Linked DNA regions of Mus musculus: region 2 is linked to region 1. Evidence: chromatin contacts called from public Hi-C data. All regions are on one chromosome and are shown on one strand. The core of a region is the stretch at or near the end of the contact, and the rest is flanking DNA. Distances in the headings are between cores, read along the strand shown.

Region 1 (2,700 bases), core at 167-2,666:
GGAGGACTCTGAGTCAGATGGAAAACTCGGGGTCCTCGTTTGAGAGGCATATAGACACTGCAAGTCCATTGAGACCTGTGCCATCACATGTGGGGTGAGGGGGGGCACCATAAAGCCAGCCTAGATTTAGAACAAGATGGGGTCTATGTCCTGGGAAAACTGCAGAAAAATACCAGGCTTGCAGTCTCTGATCTCCGAGCCTTTGCTCAGGCTTGGCCAGTGTCCAGTGGCTTCACAAGCACCTTTTCCAGATGGTGGCTCCCAGCAGGTCCCCTTGGGCCTAATTAACACGGTTCTGGTCTGCTTCATCCAGAAGTTGCTTCTGAAGTCACCTGCAAGGGTGACTTTGGAGAGTCCAGAGAGAATGTTTGGGTACAACATGGCCTGGAGGGGCAGGGCAGAGGGGACAGAGGTAATGGGGCAGGTTCTAGATTCTGGCCTGAGAGAGTCCATTCAGGGGGTCAGGGCACAGCCATCCCAGGCAAGCACCTTGCGTCATGTCTCACGTGCATGAGCTCTACCCACAGGCTGCCTGCAGGCCAGGGTTTACCTGGCTGAATGAGCCTCGAGCCAGCATCAGGACCATAAGGAGGACAAACGGCCTCCTTTCTTCCTGGCAAGGCAGATGAATGAGTGAGGGAGCGTAGAGCCAGTAACAGTGATGCTGAGTCAGACAGCATGTACGAATGCCTTATGGCAGGCCCTGAGCACACTGCCTGTGTTGTCACACTTAATCCCCGTGGTATCGCTTCAGGCAGGAGCTAAGGCATGTTCTGCCACCTGCTCACTGTTAGACCCCGAGGCGTGTTCCTTAACCCCTCCCTCTGTGCCTTGGTTTCTTCATCTTCTCCATCTGCCAAATGGAGACGTAGCTCTGACGTAGGGTAGTTCATAAAGAGGATGAAGAACATTAGGAAAGATTCATTACCATGACCCTGCCTTGGGGAGGGAGCCAGGCACTGTGGATAAAGTTTACAGCTATACTGTAGATCAGTGAGGTAGACAGAGAGCCAGAAATGGCTGATTGAGAAACACGGCCATACCTTGCCACAGGGAGGGTAGGTCATTGCTAACCTTGAGTCTGGTCTGCCTGGGTCAGGAGACTCAGTCTGATTGTACAGCACCTGGGCTGCTGATGGTGGGCAGGGCTCCAGGCAGACCTCTTCCCTGTCTCCCCACACCCGCCTGCCAGGCAAGTTGCAGGGAGTTTCTGGAGCCCCTTAGCTCAACCTCCAGGCTTATCAACATTCATTCATCCCACAGACATCTGGTCTAGGGAAGTCGGAAGCCTGAGGCAGTCTAGGGAGCAGAGTGGGGCTGGGTAGGAAGCTCTGGCCAGCTGGGCAGAGCCAGGCAAGGTTCACTGTCTCACAGCTCACCCATGCCTACCCAGTACCCACCTCAGTGTAGCTACTGCATACTCACCCCTCCACTTGATACTGAGCGGCAGCTGAAGGATCTACTGCAAGGTTATCCCTGCCCACAAGATGCCCAAGTTCTCGTTATCCCTGCCCACAGATGCCCAAGTCATCCCAGGGATCCAGAGATGATAAGGGGAGCAGGGTAGGTAATATTTAACATCATCCCTTCTGTCTCCAGAGACATCCCCTCTGTGATCTTGGTAGCCGGCTGCAAGGATGAATAGACCAGAGATGTACCTGGGGATCAGGACAGCTCTAACCCACGACAGCCACAGAACGGTGTTCATCACATTGTAAGGATGACAGCATCGCTGTGGTTGCTGCCATTGTTACTGTTAATACTCAGAGCCCCACACAGCATCTGGCCATGGAGCGTTCCAGGGAGGGTGGGATGAGTCACTGCGACGATGAGCTACACAGAAAAGCAAATTTCCTGGCTCCTGACTCAGTTTCTGGGACCCAGCTAAGCCGTTGGCAGCCAGTTCTGCTATGATGTAACTTACACGTTCACAAATATCTCCATGCCATGCAAAGTCATGCAAAACTCCGCAAGGCCTGTCGGGGAGGCGGGAGCATGGCACCCAGCATCTCCATTGGTGGCACACACAGAAAAGGAGAGGTCTCGAATACAGATGGCTGCGTGATTTTGCAAGGGTTCACTGGTTAAACTGATTCACTGGTTAAAAGCTGGAATACTGGAGCAGAGTTGATGCTTTGCTGGAAGGGCTAGACGTGGGTTTGGGGAGTGGGCGTTGGAAGGAATGTGGCTGGTGAGCTATTATTCAGGGGTAGCAAAAGAGCCATCTAAAATCAAAAGAGTGTTGTAACTCAAGTGTCAGGGAACTGAGGACCCTAAAGGTTTGAGTATTTGGTGCAGAAGTGGTTCAGATAGCTCCAGATTTCTATACATGCCTGTCATTTCTTGTAGAGAAAACCACACATAGACTTATGTGATATTAAGCCATGTAGTGGCCCTGCCCTATGCTGAGGATCTATAGGCTATAACTGTTGCTCGGGAGAAGAATAGGCATTTACATCAATGAGCTGATAAACAACCCCTCACAAGCATAATGAAAGTCAATTAAGTGAGCATGCATGTGCACACATGTACACGCACACACACACACACAAAAGTATAAAATAAAATCTTAAGTTATCAAAAAATTCATAAAAAGTATTGCATAGATGAAAATGTCATAATGCATACTAATTTTATATCTGTTGCTATGACAAAATACCCTGGAAGAAGCAACATTGCGGAGACATCTATTTGGTTTAT
Region 2 (2,700 bases), core at 76-2,575, 360 kb before region 1:
AGCTTGCACCAGCTCTCTACCCACTGAGCCATGCGCCCCAGCTTGCAGGTCAGCATTCTTGAGTAACCAAAGAGAGAATGCTGGGATACAGTTACTAGGCACAGGGGATGGCCAGCTTTGGGGGTCCTGCTCACACCCCCAGCCTCACTGCCCTCCAGCAGGGAATCCCATAACCATCTCATCCCCACATCTGTGAGTCCTGAGATCTCCCATAGGAAAGCTCATATCCAGTTCTACATTCAGGGCAGTGCTGGGATCTCTGTGTCTAACAAGTCCTAGGTCACACTGATGCCGTGGGTGTGTGGATCACTTTCAAGGAGTTACCAAGGAGACAGAGCAAGGAGCCTAATCCTGAGAGACTGGTCTTTGCAGTGACCTATGGGGTCAAGTCCTCCAATCTTGTTTTGTTTTTGTTTTTGTTTTTGTTTTACCTGCTGTGTGACCTCCAGCACAGTTGTTCTGTTAACCTTGCTGAGACTCAGTTTCTCACTTATCAAATGTCGATAAAAACATAGTCAGGAGATGGCAGAGAAGACCTTAGTTAAACACATTGAGCTCAGTGCCTTGGATGCACTGACCCCACAGGGATGAGAAGACATGGATTCTATCAAGTAACTCACCATGCGGAGACCTTAACCCGACTAAGGGAGCAGATCTGGGATGGCGGGGGGGGGGGGGGGTGGGGTGGGTGCGGTTCTCCAAGAAACTGCCTTAGGAGGCCACCTTGTTCTGGAAGATGATCTCCCAAGGCAGAGAGCATGCCCTCTGTGTAGCTGGACTCTCAGGTCCAGGAGGGACAGAGCCCAATTGCAAATCAGAGGGACATGGAACAGATATGGTCTCTCTATACACATCTGTTGTAGAACAAAGCCAGGTTCAAAGTTAAGGCACCAGAAAGGGCTGGGCATAGAAGGAGAGGGATAGGGGGGTGGGGGGAGATGAAAAGACTCCCCACCTACCCCCAACCTCTACTTATATACAGATTCCCCAGAACTAATAAAAGGCCCAAGCCCATTTAATGGCACTTGACTTGGAGTGTGTGTATGTATACATGGACATATATGCACTTCACGTGTCCCTGAGCAGATTCCATGAGCTAGCCTGGGAAATGGACACGGGTGGGGAAAGGAGCCAGACACGCCCACCTGGAGACAGGTCAGTGGGTTTAACCAGAGCTGTGGCCAGTGATGGCTCTCCGAGGAGCAGGATTTCTCAGCTGGGCTCTGCTGACATTTTGGGAAGACTATTTGTGCTGTGGAGGCTGTCCTGTGTTGTGGAGACGTTTCGAGCCTCCCCAGCCTGTACCCACGGGGTGCCAAGAGAACCCTCCCACCCTCGTCGTGACAATCAGAACATGTCTTCAGACATTGCCAAATGTTCTTTGGGGACAAAGCCACCCTCGGTGACAACCATTCCATAGATCCTGTCTTGGGACCATAATGCAAGACACTGGGTTGGGGCAAGCCTGTGAATGGAGTACCCAGGCCACCAGCCCAGCGTCCTCTCTGCCAGCTGCAGGAGGCTCTGGCTGGTAGCTCTTCCAATGCCTTTTCCAGTGCTTAGTGTTCAGTCTGTTAGATCCTGGCTTCCGGTCCTCTCCAGGCTCCTGCCTAGAGAGGGGAATTAGGTTCCAAATGCAGCAACCCATCCCTCCCCAATCCACTCTCCTCACTCCCAAGCTTCATATCTCTATAAAGGGGGCCCTACTGGAGTTCGGGGGGGGGGAACCATCTTTGGAAAGGGCAGGGCTGGAGTTGGCACCGGGAGTCCTGATGGAGAAGCCAGGGGGTGCGGAGGCTGAGTGGGGGAAGAGAATGTTATCACAGAAACCTGATTTTTCTACACACTCTATCAGCTCCCCATCTGCTCCTTGATTAAACGTATTGCCGCGCTCCCTCCCCACGTGCCCGCTGCCAGGACGTCTCTGGAGCCCTGATTACATCTGTGGAGAGAGCCTCAAACCTCACAGATGAGCGAGCCTATCGATCAGCCTGGCAGCTGACGTGTGTTTCAAAATGTAGAGGCGGATGGGCAGTTTAACTGCCAGGCCGAAGGGTAGAGAGGGCTCTTACCCTTAAAGGAAAGGCCTCCATCTTCCCCGTCACCATCACCGCAGCAACAAGCCCAGGATGGTGCTCAGTCTAATAACCCCATGCAACTCTGAGACTCTGAGACCTTAGGTGACACCCCTCCCTCCCCTCACTCAGTTTCCCTCTCCTTAGCAGGAGGACATGACAGCTGAGTTGGTGGATACAGAGTGAGTGACCTTCAGAGTCAACAGACTATAGCCCTGTCACTGACTCACAACCTGCCAGTCCTGTGTCCTGTGAGCCAGCAGCCTGGGTGTCTCCCTGGAGCTTGTTACACATGCAGGCTCTCAGGCCCAGCCGGGGCCAGGCCTAGGCTGGATGCATCGGGAACTACCCTTTAACAAGCTCCCCCGGTACCTCACGGACACGTTACAGCCAGCGCGCCGAGCACGCCGACAGCTCCGTTCATTTAGCTACTTCAGAGGTGAACATGTAAAAGAAATCTCTCAAAGGGAATAACTCACCACCTTCCCTGGCCTCAGAAAACTTTTCACAGAGATTTTTTTTTCTTCCTGCCCAGGAACTTTAACCCTGAGAAGCAGGCAGCTTTGAAATCCTGGTGGTTTGAGCCTCGAGATGAAAATCCTCATTCCATCAGTCCCTCAACGAG

The links. A called contact is a pair of places that touch in the nucleus more often than the background predicts.
Region 2: a contact with region 1 is called in a Hi-C map of forebrain, with 2.2 times the contacts expected there. The contact joins two enhancer-like sites. A contact is called at or near these places in 3 of 484 Hi-C or Micro-C datasets (cerebral cortex, cortical neurons and forebrain) and 1 of 9 other capture datasets (embryonic stem cells).

The regions. Positions count from the first base shown.
Region 1 is chr11:113,926,572-113,929,271 of GRCm38.p6, reverse strand. The region is part of intron 2 of Sdk2 (sidekick cell adhesion molecule 2); the gene reads left to right. Among named protein-coding and RNA genes, the nearest start is that of Gm51929, 110 kb to the left of the region's middle. Within about 2 kb of position 1,416, at least 53 of the 459 cell types and tissues checked have an H3K27ac peak or open chromatin away from gene starts, as enhancers often do. A contact at or near this core is called in cerebral cortex and forebrain, where this site is marked.
Region 2 is chr11:114,284,081-114,286,780 of GRCm38.p6, reverse strand. No RefSeq gene overlaps it. Among named protein-coding and RNA genes, the nearest start is that of Gm31318, 18 kb to the left of the region's middle. Within about 2 kb of position 1,325, at least 17 of the 459 cell types and tissues checked have an H3K27ac peak or open chromatin away from gene starts, as enhancers often do. A contact at or near this core is called in cerebral cortex and forebrain, where this site is marked.